2 separate regions of the Gossypium hirsutum genome follow, and region 2 is linked to region 1. Evidence: chromatin contacts called from public Hi-C data. All regions are on one chromosome and are shown on one strand. Each heading gives the region's core, a stretch centred on a gene start, on an enhancer-like site or on the middle of the called end of the contact. The rest is flanking DNA. Distances are from core to core; before and after follow the strand shown.

Region 1 (7,881 bases), core at 1,426-3,925:
TTCTAATCAATTATGTTTGAGAAAAGACTTGATGATAAGATTCATATGATACTATTTTCTACTTCTACTGGTTAAAGCTCTGAATTGCAAATATGCAATTTATATTGTCTCTATCATAGTTGTTTCTAGTGCATATGTGCAATATTACTCTTCTGCATTTTCTCTGAGATATCATCGATCTCTTTATCATTTAATGTGGTTTTTATTCTCAAAAATTCAATATAGCCTCACATTTTGGATTTCATTATCTCGGTTTTCTTATCATTCTTATGGTCTAATCTTATCTATTAAACACGGTTTATCTGTAAAAGATATTCATTGGATGGAGGTAATTACATTTATTACTGTTATAAATCCTGACTCGATCATGGGGGCTCGGTGATATGGATCTCTGATTATAGAAATTGTATTATGGCACTGGTTGTTATTGGGACTACTTTCGATTTTCCTCTTCTATTTGGAGAGTACTATTGATGTTAAGGTAGTGTTCCATCTATATTGTTGAAACGCCAGTCCTATTATGGCACTATGGTTTTTAATCTATAAATATAGTAGTGAAAACACGCCCTATAAGATGCGTTCTCCTTTCTCTCTCCAAAAGCAGCGTAGATTAGTAAATTTTTAGAGTTTTAGCCTAGTTTGTCAATTATTTTTTTCAGCATATTTATAAAATTTAGCCTGTATTTTGTCACCTAAAATTTATGGAACAATTTGTATATACTTTTTTAAAAAACAAATTATTGAATTTGAAAAACAATATATCTTGGCTTTTCAATATTGTTTTAAGGGTGAAAAACTTTGTAAAATATATATTTATAAAAAAGATATATTAAAATTTAGGTTTTAATTGAAATGTTTAAATTTAAAATTTATGTTTTTAGAGTAAAATTTTATTATAGTGTTGTTATTTTTTAAAATATGAAAAAGACCCAAATATATTTTATTTAATAGTTGTTACTTTATAAAAGTAAAGTATTTAATAATTTTTAATTAGTTAGTACTTGATTGACTCGTAATACAACTCAATTAAAAATTTAATATAAATATAGATATTAATAATAAAATGTTCAATATTAAGAAAGAAATTGTAATAGAATATAAGGCAAAACAACTAAATAAAATACTTAATACCTATTTTAGCTCTTATATTATAAGCTATTTTACCCATTTAACCCAAAAAAATTTAATATTTACAAAAATGATTCTGGTTCAAAAATATTCACCCAAATTACCTAAAATGAATAGTAAAATTAGGTTATGAGAACTAGGTGGTCGATACCACTATTTTTCTATTAAAAAATAATTTTTAGGGTTTTAGACACCAAATAGTCGGCACCCAAGTATTTTTTTTCAAAAAAAAATTTTGAGTGCTGGCACACTGATGGCCGACACCCTTTATCTAATTAAAAAAATTTATTTTTTGGGGTGTGTGGTGCCGGCCAACAAATGGCCAAAGTCACCCAACAAAAGGGATAGGCATATGGTAACATTAACCCCTCTTTGTTTTCCCATCTTTTTTATTTCTCAAGTTTAATTACATATTTTATATTTTGAAATAATATTGAACTACTTTTCATGTTTTTTAATTATTATTGCATCACTCACATTATTATTAAATTTAAAAATTAATTTAAATTTAATATGCACAATTAAATTAGAATTTTTTTGATAAAATTAGAACTTACTTTAATAATTTTCACCTTTTATAATAATTGAAATAAATATTACTAAATTATTGTTTCTTTTATTTTAAAAAATAACAAGTAATATATTTATAAATTTAGAAACATTTAAATGGTATAAAATAACGTGTATAAATATATTACTCGTTATTTGGTAGCTAAGTTGAAAGAGCTGAAAAAATCTCCATAAGAAATCAACATTTTGGTGCCCACCGTTAAGAAACATTACATAAGCCAACAGAATGTAATCATTTTTTTTCAATTTGTAAAATCCTTAAATTTCTAAAAAAATATCATAAAAGTAAAAAAGAAAAGGAATTTCTAGGCTTAATTCATAAATTTTAAAAAAAAGTCAAAAAAATTCCTAATTTTTAGATTTTTTAAAACTTTTTTTTGTGATATGATGTTTTCTTTTTTGAAAAAAAGGAAAAAATATCAAAGAGCTTCACAGAATAAAGATTAAATTCTTGAGGTAGATAGTAGAAGCGCTAAAATAGGCATTAAGGCATAGAGCGAAAGGCAAGATTAAAATAATAAAAGAAGAAGATGGTGGATACGTGGGGAGTTGAAAGGGATAAGATACAGGATACCTCGGTTTTCACAAATTATTTTCCATTGATTGCAAATACAAAACCTTGTATTCTTCTCAAGATTCACGTGTCACATGGGACGCCATCCAACTTTGAATCTAAGATATTGATTGACTAACTAACAAATAAATACTGTTTTTTTTAAAAAACAATGGATTTTATCTCTACCGGTTGCCGGTAAATTAACATCTCTTCATCTTTTCTTTCTTTCTTTCTACGTAATTTTCATATTACAGAAAATCAACTCTCATTATTTCTTTTTTCTATTGACTTTTTTCTGGACCTCCAATTTTCGAGGTGAAAAAAGAATTGAATTTTTTTTTACCTAGGGTTTGGTTGCAGCTGAAGCACGTGAGTACTGCGGTTATTAAATAATTAACTGACTGTCAGCTGTCAAATCAATAGTCTCTCAATGTTTTATCATCGGCTACGTACCATCCATGCCTGCGATGTCCAACGACTGGACCTCTGCCATAGTATCCTAAGTCCTATTTCTTAATTTAAATTCCTATATATTTAAGTTTTTAATTGAATTCCTATTACAAATCAATTTAATTAGAAAATTAGAAAATTAATTTTTAAAATTAAAATGAATTATATTATTTAAAGTTGCTTTAATTTTATTTTATGTAACGAGATTTCAAACTATACCAATTGAATTGGTAATAATTTAAATTTATTACTCAATCAAAATTTTAATTTGACGTGTTTTATATGTTTTTTTTACTATGCACAATTTATTATTTCTTAGTGAGTTAGTGTTACGAGTCGATCGAGAACTAACTCGGTTAGAAAAATTACAAAAATATCCTCTCGTATTTAAATGAAGTTATATTATTCAAGTGTGTTTTAATCTTTTTTATTTAAAAAATATGCTTATGGTGATATTTGAATCCACGCCAACATACAAAACCTTAAATTTACCACCCAACCTAAGCTTTATTCTAAATTTTTTATACATTTTAATTTTAATTTTTTATTAAGATAATGTCACAAATGAACTTGATATCAACTTAAGATTGATAACAACATCATGAAAACACTGTGATAAATAATTATTTTCATTTAATATTCTTAATATGATATATTCATGAGTTTAAAATTTGCTTTACTTGCAATTTAATCTAATTTTTATTTTAATATCGTACATATTTCATGTGTTATTGTCAATTAACTTCAAACCATACTATTAATTATTTATTGTATGTTACTTTTAAACACAAATTTGTGCTCTAAATACGTGGTTCTCACATACGTTTTCAGGTGATAAAGTTTCTAGTTAGATAAAATGTAAGTCATACAATTATATTTAAATTTTCATTTTTATCATCTAATTATAAAAATTCATAAAATGATTATCCAATTAATCGAATATCCTTTTTGGTCTAATTTCGTTAACTATGATTAAATTTATGATAAGAAGATAATGTGACAGTTTTACAATCGACATAATAATAAATTTAATTTTCAGTATTTACAAAATTTTCTAACTTAATCATAATTAAATAAATTAACCCTTAATATTTATAAATTAATTCAATTTAATTCTAATTCTACAAAAACTAAACAAATCAAGCAAACAAATTCTCTCACATCTATTTGGGATGGAATCCAAAAAATTAGAAACACCTAATGGGAGAACATTCATTTAATTTCATTAAAACCTCCTCTAGCTTTTTTCCCTTGTTTTTAACACTTCAATTCTTTCTTTTCTTTATTGTTATTAGAGGTGATCATGAGTTAGGCTACCCAGCCCGGTCCGACAGTCCGCCCGAAAAATAAAAGGGTTCGGATAAAAATATAGGCCTGAAATATGGGTTTGGGCAAAAAAAGAGGCCCATTTAGAAAACAGGCCGGGCCTCAGGTAAGACTTTTTTGGCCCGGGCCGGGCCATAAACAACATTTAGATCGAACGTAGGCCTTTCATAGGTTCTTATGATGTTAAACAAGCTATAAAACATGATTTCTCTGATTATTTGTTAGCATAAAACTAATATAAGCATGATTGATATGTGCACATTTGACATGTATGTGTAATTAGGTATATATATAAATATACACATATGATATGCATAAGCTATGTGAGTATATATGTTATGCATTATTTGAACATCTGTAAATCTGTATGTTTATTAGGGAGGGATATATGTTTTGGAGGAAGTGTGGTAACTGGTGGGACTGCCACATCTATTTCTGTACATGGCAATAATTCACTTATGGACTTGGTAGCTAAGCTGCAAATATAATCTGAAAAGTGTGATACTGACACTAAGTGGTGTGTAGGGTTGGATGGGTATTTAATACCTTATATGGTGTGTAGGGATGGTTGGAGATAATGTGCAGTGGATGATATATGTCTACGATATGTGTCATATATCTACTTTGATATGAGATATGTCTGAAATTAAAACTGAGATTCTGTTTTGTTTTAAGTTACACTTTGAGTTTCGAAAACTCATTTCCTGTTTGTCTGTTACTTTCAGGTAATCCTCAAACTTAAGCGGATCAGTGCAACGGAGCTCGGTTAAGTTAATTTGGTTTCATACTGTTTTAATTAAATTTGTGGTTATCGTGTTATGTTATTTCTGGACTATTTTGGACATTTCGGGACATCTTTGGTTTGGACTTTATGTTTTTCCGCTTTTAAACTATTTCATAGATTTTAACCTGTTTTGAAACTATTTGTAAAATGTCGATTTTTCATCATCAAAACATGTTTTTCAAAACCGAATCTAACTAAGGTTTGTGTTGCAAATTCAAACAATTATAATAATCGTAAAAGTAATGTTTTCATTAAATTGGTTAAATATACGTTTTCTCTAATAAACTGTATTTTGTTTATATAAAAAGAACTAATGACCTTTTCTTATATAAACCAACGAATACTGAATTTTCAATCAATTTACGTAACATCTCCAGATCTAGCCATAACGCCTAGGCTGGGTTTGGAGTGTTACAATAAGTTTAAATTTTCAAATGACTTTGGAAATATCATCTTAAAATAAACTTTAAATGTTTTAAAGGAGTTGTGTGGTAATAGGGGGCAATTGTATTAGTACAACCGGCGTTGTGCCAATTCCTAGTGGGTCTTGTTTTCAAACAAGCCTAATAGTGAGCTCTCAAGTTTTCCCCTACAACTTCTACTGATACAAAGGAAGACATGTTTTGCCACAAGTCACCTACTCATGAAACCATGCTACTTATATTTATTGGAAAAATCGATTTAGAAAATAATATTTTTAGGCACAACATAAATTTTAAAATTTTTCTTTAAAATCGAACCATTATGATATCCATAACAACAAACTTTTAATCAAAGTTTATACCTATGCTTTGTACGAGGCGATTGATTCGATCCTACCTTTCTACCAAATGACCTTCTCTACTATTTCTGAACCAAAAGCTGCTTTGAGTGTGGACTCAATGAATCATGAACTAATCACATAAAATGAAAACTTTATTAACTTTTAGTAGGAAAGGTAATTCTTCTTTTTTAATTTATAACTATGTGTTTTTCCCACAAAATATAATTTAATCTGTAAAATAAATTTTAAATATTTTCTAACAGAATAACAATGTAAATAAGGTGTGTAAATAGTTCAACACATATATTCTATTTATAAAAAATCAATATAAGATTTTTGTTTGAATTTGGTCTAATTAAATAATAATATTTAATAGAAAACACAACTTCTACTCCAAATAGAAGTAGTAGGGTGGTAGCCTGCCTTTTGGGAAACTAAGGTTTGTCACCCCTTGTATTCCAGAAGGTTTAATTGGACCTTTCATGTATTTGGTCCAATTATACGTGTTAGTTGAACTTTTATCCAACACTTATAATTTATTAAACCTAATATTTATTTTCTATTTCCTAAATTATTATTTATTTAATAAATTAAATTAATTAATAAAATTAACTAAATTAATTTAATTAATTTAATTAATTAAATTAACTAAATTAATTTCTCAATTAAATTATTTTCTCAACCTAATTCTAATTCTATTAAAGTCATGACAACTTTACCATAATAGAATTTATGTGGAAATATATTTAATTGTCTTATCCAACAAATTCATGATCACTAATTATTTTAATTTTACTTCTAACTTCAATTATTTAATTACAATTAATTAAATAATAATTCAAAGAACTTAAATTAATTTCTAAGTCATCTTTTACTCAGTGAGAAAACACATTCAGTACGGATAGTGATACATACGATAAATTTCTCTTATTCTGTAGTTTTTAATCATTTCATTTTTATTGGTTCTACATTCAATTATATTCTAGTTATCTCGAGCTAGTGGAGGGACCAATTGACATAAATAATTAGGGCTCAAATAATTTGTAATTAAGTTTTGACTTTTCGCTTATTAATTTCATGAAGTCATTTCACTAAAGTATCATGATTGAGCTCTCCCTTATTATATACCATTACGAAAACTACTCAATAAGTGCTACCATCATAAGATATCCTTACTATCTTTGGGATAAATTCCTTCTCCAAATATGATCATATTTTATCTCATTGTAACCATTACATCTTCGTTAATGAAAAGTCAATTATTAATATATAGTAATTAAATCATTTATCTCTAAGACAAATGACTCGTGACCATGTTACTTTTCATATATCATGTAATACCAATGAAGGGACATCATTTACCCTTTATTGGGCTCTGAATTTCACTGTTGTGAAATGATGCTACATCATGCAAAAGTCGTATACCCAATGCACCAGCTTTTGATTCCTTATATATTCGAACTCAGGCTTTCATTTACATTAAAGTATATGAGTCACGTATACATATTCTGTAATCCACTCAATATTAAGGTATCTTATACTATAAATGTTACAAGTGAATAAATCCACAAACAGATCTAGGATCTATTCTACTTGGATCATGTGTGATGTACTGTCAATCCAGTCAGTCACATCTATGTCTTTATCTTTTGGGGGTCATCCGCTCCAATACCTAAGGTAATGTATCTCTCCAATTGGACTTGATAGACGACATATTAGTCTTTTTGTAACACAATCGATACCCGACTGCTCGTCGGGTCTGAGCTACAAGATGCCAAACTTGTTGCTAGGGCAACTATGATAAAATAAAATCAAATTAAAACTAGTAAACACTCAAATACGAGTAAAAATGCATACAATATGATAAATAATCATTGTTGGATTTTATACAAGCTTATGAAAGCTCTTTTGTTAGTCCAAGATTGAAATAGGACCAAATTGTAAAGATTACAAAATATTAAATTGACATCACAACTTCGAAAATTTCACATCATGACACAACTCACTAACTATATATCGTCGTAATAACAAGGATCCAACATCGCGACGTGACCATCTATTTTTAAATAGTCCAAATTTATGTATTTCATCCACTCATTTATACAAAAATATTCCTTCCATTCATTGAACCAATCAAAATACCATAATTCAATACTCTTTCCTAAACATTTAACACAACTTATGCATAAAAGTTACTTCCCTTTCATCATTTCATTCAAACATACAAGTAAATATCATGCATTTTAAACTCATTCATCACAGTTGTCATATCGTATTTTCAGTACAATCTTAAACTTTTCCAAA
Region 2 (7,881 bases), core at 1,886-4,385, 160 kb before region 1:
TGTGAATAATGCTTTTTTAAATGGAGATATTGATACTGAGGTTTTCATGCATCAACCTCCTAGTGTTTTTCAGCATGATTCACATGGCAGGCCTCTGGTGTGTCGTCTGAAGAAAGCGATATATGGTTTTTGTCAGGCTCCTCATGCCTGATTTGAGAAGCTTAAAGGATTTCTAATGTCTGTGGGATTTGTGATGTCGAAGTCTGATGCTTCTTTGTTTGTTAGGGTCAAGTCAGATTCAACGCTATACGTTCTTGTGTACGTTGATGATATTATTGTTACTGGTGATGTGCCTAGTGTTATAGACTGGTTTGTTCAGTTGTTGAACAACGAGTTCTCACTTAAGGATATGGGCGAACTTCATTACTTTCTTGGGATAGAAGTTACTCGTTCTTCTTCAGGGTGTCTTCATCTCTATCAGAAGAAGTATATACGAGAAATTCTTATTCGGTGCTCGATGGAAAATACGAAAAGTGTTCATACACTGATGATAAGTTCTTATGTCATGACTAGAGATGAGGGTGAACGTTTAAAGGACCCGACTGAATACAGGAGCCTAGCCGGAGCACTACAGTATGTTACTCTTACGAGGCCTGATATTGCATATGCTGTAAATCGGATATGTCAATTTATGCATTGTCCCACTTCTGTCCATATGACTGCCTTAAAGCGCATTTTGCGGTATCTAGGTGGCACGCTTGAACTTGGGGTTGTGTTTCGTCCGTATGCTAGTTTGTCCTTAGTTGGGTATGCTGATGCAAACTGGGGGTTAGATTTTGATGACCGAAGATCCACTACTACGTACTGTGTTTATTTCAGACATACTCCTGTGTCTTGGTGTTCTAAGAAACAGAAAGTCGTTGCTCGGTCTACTATTGAGGCAGAATACAGGAGCCTTGCCGCAGTCACTAGTGAGGTTACGTGGCTATTATCATTACTTCAAGAATTACATGTTCAATGTCCCGATATACCCAATATTTGGTGTGACATTTCTGGTGCAGTTGCGGTTGCTGCTAATTCTATTCTACAGTCAAAGTTTAAGCACGTCGAGTTAGATTTATTTTTCGTTCGTGAAAAGGTTGCTAATGGTTCAGTAGCAGTTGGGGAAGTTCCCGCGTGTGATCAAGTCGCTGATGTTCTCACAAAGCCACTTTCGTTGTCGAATTTTGCTCATTTTCGGAGTTGCCTACGGGTTGTGACTAGGGAGAAGATGGATGAATATTAGAGTATAGAAAGTTGTTAAGTTAGTTTTGAATCTGGTAAAAATGCAGTTACATTGTTTAGAGCTGTGACTCTAGCCTTATATATACTGTGCCTTATGTATTGGAAGCTTAGGCATTTTTGAATAAAAAGAAAGAATTCATTCTCTGTTTGGTTAGATCATTTTCTCTCTTTTATCAAGTTCTTTCAATTAACTTGAAATTATTTCATTTGATTCGATTTGATCAAATACTCATCCCTACCAGGTATTGAAAATTGACTAAAACTTAAGTAGGATGTTTTATATTTCAGTGAATGAATTAAATCTATATTGACTACTTTCCATATTGGAACCTATAATTCCATTTAACCACTATTAAATACTCCTATTTAATTTACAAATATTTACAAACATCCGATGGAAAATCACAAAATATAAATTCCTGATTCGCTTTGAGCTTCCCCTTGTATAAATAAATTGTAAGGAATAATTATGATTGAAGTGACCCATTGCCTTTTGAGTTTGCGATTTGGAATTGTTGACCTTTTCAATTGGCAATACTGTTAATTTGTCTTTCTTTAGCCTCCCCATTGGTAGTGCAAGTAGACTTTGTTGTTGCCCTGAAAATTTTCCCAAATTAGTGCAAGTTTAATCATCACAAACACCACAAAAGATCAGTTGCTTGGTATCCTGAATCTGCAGATTATAAAATTCAAATATGCCTTCTTTTCAGCCATATAAAGTTGGATGGCTTACAATTTTGTCACTATCTAAAGATTTGTAAACTTTTTCTCCCTTTTCACAAAATTTGTCTCTTAACATTTCTAGTTTTTTCTTTAAAGAACCCTACATACGTCTACCGCCAGCGAATTTTGTGCTAAAATAATATTTAAATTATCAAATCGAGTTATTTGAATATTTTAATACTCAGTCTTGAATAATTTGTGAATTTAATTATTTTAATATAATTTTTTATTATTTCTAGTTAGTATTGAAAAAAAAATTCAATTATAATGAGATGGCATAAATTTTACATGGGATTTACTACCAAAATAAGCTCGATTGAGCAAACTTAAAAAATTTAAGGTTTGTCTCACGTTGAGTTGAAATTGAGCTCTAACTTTTTAATATTTGAATTTCGTTTTAAAATTATTTATCTAAAGCTATTTATGTCATTAACTTAGTGATAAATTTACGTTATTTGACATGAAATCTAAGATTTGATACATGTATTTCTAAATCCATATTATACTTACTGAAAGAACCATTATGATTTAGTATAAATTTACAATATTAAAGTAAAAATAATTAGTGAAAAATGAGGTGAGAGGCAGGAAACATCCATGAGATTAAGACTTTTGTACACAAATATAAGAGTGGGATAAGGATAAATAAGAAAAATGGGTGCCCCACCTATTCCTAATCTACACCGACAGAAGGAAGTCATAATGTGTTTTGTTTTATTTTATCACTAGAATTGTGATCCCACCACCCGTTCTTTTCCGTGGGTTTCCACTTTGGTTGTTTCCTGTTGCTCTTTATCTGAAATTTCAATCTCCTATTTCTTCATTAATTTCATGTTTGTTCTTCTTCATTGTATTTGCATTTCATTTTCTGAGATTTTTAAAAGCAAGGATTGAAAATTTTGATCAATCTTATTCACTGAACATTGCTGTATCCTTGGGGGGTTCGCTAATTAATATTTTTTAGAAAAGAAAGTTGGGGTTGTTTAGTGAGGTTAATTTTAAATATTAAAATCAATTAGTGGAAGAGGAAATCAAGCTACCGGCTGGTGAATTCTGTAGTAATCATTGACTGTTTTCTGTTTATTATTATTTTTTTAAAACAAAATAATTGCTTGGGAATATTCTTGTGTAGTCATCATTAAAAGTCACCCTTCTTTTTACTGTCATCAATTTGTGACATTTAATCAAATCAATCATGTCCTCATCCTATACCAATAGTGAAACTGCTGAAATGATGAAGGGATAGATGTATATTAAGTTTTTAACTAAATTCTAAAAATCATTTACTTTTATAATATAACGAGTGTATATTTTTCATATTTAAATAAAATATTTTAATTTTTTAAATTTAAACTTAATCATTTATAAAATAAAATTTTTATTAATATATTATTAATTTATTTTTTATCCACATCACAAGTGTATCATGATTTAGTGTACATAAATAATATGATAAAATACGAGTGAAATCTTTAAACTTCATATCTCATTTGAAAATAAATATTAAAAAAATAAGACATGTAAATAATGTATTTCTTTTTGAATAATCTCATTATAAGTTTTGATCATATCTGTTTTTTTATACAATACCTAAAACTATATATAATTCTTTTCCAACCTATAAATAGGAGGATATAATGCGCTTCAGCACACTTGAACCCATATCCTCCTATATTGATAACAATACTCATGCTAATTAAACTAAAACTCAATCGACAACATACGAATAACATTTCAACTCAGTTTAAAAGGTAAATGTAAATGTATAGTTTTATATCATTTGAAGATATAATCATATTGATATTAAATAATTTAGTAACAACAAATTAAATAAAAATCTATGGTTGATGTTTGGAAGAATAATAAATAAAATGTTGCAGATTGAATCTTGTATATCTGCAAATCCTGGGGGTCCTGCCCATCTCAAAATTCAACCACAATCTCAAAAAGTACGTAACTCCAATGATTGATCAAGAAGCACCCAACTAGATACCCTTAAAATTTTTGTGTTCCCTTTGGTTGGAGGTACATGCAATAATCTCAGTTTTTATTGATGTGGGTCAAATAATACCAAAAATAATTAAATTACATTTAACGCTTAGTAGACTTTACAACTATCAAACACACGACATCAATAATATAATTAAACTATATTAACTTATCCATATTATAATAATTAAATCATTTTAAACATATTCAACATTCACTTTAATTTTATTTTATGTAATTATAAAGTAATATTAATAAAAATAATAACTAACTCTAATATTAATTAACTGATAATTAATGTGCTTAAAATTTCATTTAAATAATAATTCTATTTTACACAAATAAAAATAGCACCATTTTTATTTATGTCAAATTTTTTTAACTAATAATCATAAATTATAATTACCACAACCTTTTTTTTCCTACCTTTAATGCTTAGAATTTTATTATAGTAAAAACTCTATTTTAAAATTAGCACAACTTTTTTTAATTAATAATTTTAATTTTAATTTTAATTATTTTAATTATATAATTATCACAAAATCTATTAAATTTTAATCATTTTTAAATGTATAATTATGACAACTTTTATTATATTTTATTTTTAACTAATAATTTTAAATAAAATATTATAATTATTTTAAATATGAATTTAATAATATAATAACAAATAAATAATATTTTCATTTATTTTAAAAAAATTTAAACTCTTATTTTTATATATATTATAATTTATTCTTTCTTATCTCTCTTACACGAAAGGACAAGCAGTTGGCCACCAAAATTTAGGTCATACGGATAAAAATGTAATATCTGTCATAATTTTGAAATTTGAATACCAAATAATAATATGGTCAAAAAATAAATTATATATATAACACGGTATTAAAATATGATTAAAAAATATTAATAAATGGTTAAAATGAGTGATGGTGAATTTTTTCTTTAACCATTTGAATAAAGTTTGAATTCTAAATTTATCATTGTTGAATTTATCTCAACATTATCTCAGATCAAATAAAATAGACTTAAATTATAAAATAAATAAAGACATTTGCATATATATATATAATTTTCGATGTGTCCAACTTTATATAAATATTATTGATAAATGAAATACACCAACCGCATGATCCTTGGAATGTTACAGAACGATAGATTTTCATGTACAGAATTAGGTGCATGGTGTCAAGCTTTTGAATTGTCGTGTCATTTGTTAGATCACAATAATATTTATTTTTTCAGAAATATGTAAAGTATTATTTGGCATTTTTAAAGGAAAGAAAGAAAAGAAAGTATTATTTGGCCCTTTTTTCTTAAAAGAGAGCAAAGCTGTTGGAACCATTGAATCATGGTATTAGGTCTTTCCTTTTATTTATTTATTTTTGTTCATTATTTTCTTTAGGCTCTTGTAATAAATAAATAAATAAATAAATAAATAAATAAATAAATAAATAAATAAGAATAATTGAAACTCTGGGTGTTGGTTTCGAAGCAGTCCTTTTCAATAACTCAAAGTGCATAAATACAACTCTTCAAATTTTGGATCTTTCTTTTTTCTGGTATTTCTCTACTTTATTTTCTTATTTGTAGTTAATAGTGTTTCATGTGGACGAATACCATTTTTCTACTTTCAGATCGTCTTTATTCCATTTTGGGTTAGCAATTGAAAAACAAAGAAGCTTAAACTAATGAAGATTAGACTTTGCATTAATTATCTGATAATTAGCTTCAATTAAACTAATGATGATTAGATTATCGAGTTAATTTTGTCTACTATTGGGCCAAGCACATAATTTGTTTTATTTGTTGATATCTTTAACTAAAATATTTTAAAAATTTACTTGCATTTTTTTATAAGATTTTGTGCAATCCATCTCATGTTTATTATTGGAGAAGAGATTGTGTTAGTAATTGGCTTGTTCACATATAAATGTGTCAGTGCCTTCGATTGTAATAATCTCAACATTTTGTGTTCTCCCACTTCTTCTACATACTTTAGGTATATTTTGGAAAATATTCCTTTTAATTAAGGGTTCCATTAGTTGGTAGACTTTTGTGGTATTAGTGAAGTTACCATTTGGTGTTGGTGCCTGAGAACGTAGGTAATTTGCCAAACCTCATATATTTGGTGTGTTCTCTCCTTTATTATTTATTTGAACTTATTAGTTTTTTTATTGCATTTGATATTCAATAATAATTTGTCGAGTTAATACACTGTGCTTGGATAATTTCAATTTTCTTTTGGAGTTCCCAATTTATTTTGGTTTTTAAAATTGAAGTTACATTCGTGTGGGATATTACCCAGTGTCCCCAACAATTGGTATCAAAGTCTATGTGAAAAAGTGTTAATTTTTTTATTATACTCTGTGGTTGCAACATTGTCTGATCTTCCACATCAGAAAAAATTCACAATTGGAGATTGTTCATGATTCCTCAGTTACTGGAAATAAGTGTAGTTGCGTGAAAGTGTATGTCTTGGAAAAGTTCTGGCTAGGAAAGACTTGGTATTTAAGAGTGTCTTTATGACCCACCTTTCTTTCCTGGGAACTTACCTGGTGCACTGTTCCTGAACTACGCTCACTATCCTAGTAGCATGTGCTTACTATTGAATATTGTTAGCTGGTGTTGAAATGGAGTTAAGGCTGTCATCAAACTCATCACCCATGAGGAAAGTAATGCCAAATGCAAAGTTTTTAATGGAGTTGTTTGATGAAATTGGTCATTTTAACATGTGGCAAGGCGAGGTGTTAGACACTTTGTTTCAACAAGGTCTAGACATCTTTATCTAAGAAGAAAAACTCGAACATATGGAGAAGAAAGAATGGAATACTATCAATTGCTTAACATGTGGTATAGTTCAGTCATGTCTTTCCAGAGAGCAGAAGTATAACTTTAAGAATGAAACTTCTGCACATACGTTGTGGAAAGCATTGGAGTAGAAATTCTAAAAGAAAAGTAGTTAGAATCGTCTCTACATAAAGAAAAGATTGTTTAGGTTTGATTATCAACCACACACCACTTTGAATGAACATACCACGACTTTTAATCAGTTAGTAATAGACTTACTGAGCTTAGATGAAACATTCAAAGACGAAGATTGACTTTAATGTTGCCATTCTCTTTTCCTGAAGAATTTGAATATCTTGAAACAACCTTACTTCATGGAAATGATAAGGTAGCTTTTAATGAAGTAACTTGTGCCTTGTATAGCTATGAGCTTAGGAAGAAAACTAAGAAAGGAAGCAAGAAAAATGAAGTAGATGCATTAGTTGCATGGGGTTGTTCAAAAATCCAAAAGCTAAAAAAGAGAAAGCGATCAAAGTTAAAGGCCGAATGTACCTTTTCTCGTGAGAAATACCATTGAAAGAAAGACTGTCCAAAGTTGAAAAAGAAAGACAAGAGCACACCAGATGCATGTGTTGCAGAGCAAGATGATGGCGATTCTGAAATGTCATTGGTTGCTTTACCATTACCATACCATTCAGACGAATGGATATTGGATTCAGGTTGCACCTATCATATGTCCCCTAATCGAGAATGATTATTTGATTTAGTGGAATTAGGTAGAGGAGTTGTTTACATGGGAAATAACAATTTCTGTAAAACAGTTGGGATAAGTTCATTATTGTAACACCCCAAACCTGGCCTAGGAGTTATGGTCGAATCTGGCGGTGTCACATTGAGGTGTTTAGCATAAAACTTGTTGTTGTTGAAATCTTTAAAATCAATTAATCATTTTGTTATTAAACGGTGATTCTAAACCGGCTTGTTCATTTCCAAGCGTGCATCATTAAAAGCTAATCACTTTTAAAACGTTATAAATTTTCTAAAATCTCATTTATTGCGAAAGTTTTTTTTTTGAAAATGTTGCGAAAGTGTGGTGTCTTTGAAAACAGTTACCTTTTGAAAACCTATCTTTTTCTATAACTAGCAGTTTATATA

Evidence for each region. Hi-C and Micro-C count contacts between places; a contact is called where the count stands out from the background.
Region 2: a contact with region 1 is called in a Hi-C map of hypocotyl, with 4 times the contacts expected there. The contact joins two enhancer-like sites. A contact is called at or near these places in 2 of 34 Hi-C or Micro-C datasets (anther and hypocotyl).

The regions. Positions count from the first base shown.
Region 1 is chrD11:30,348,220-30,356,100 of Gossypium_hirsutum_v2.1, reverse strand. No RefSeq gene overlaps it. Among protein-coding and RNA genes, the nearest start is that of LOC107911134, 49 kb to the left of the region's middle. Within about 2 kb of position 2,675, at least 4 of the 9 cell types and tissues checked have an H3K27ac peak or open chromatin away from gene starts, as enhancers often do.
Region 2 is chrD11:30,506,930-30,514,810 of Gossypium_hirsutum_v2.1, reverse strand. No RefSeq gene overlaps it. Among protein-coding and RNA genes, the nearest start is that of LOC121223069, 6.7 kb to the left of the region's middle. Within about 2 kb of position 3,135, at least 4 of the 9 cell types and tissues checked have an H3K27ac peak or open chromatin away from gene starts, as enhancers often do.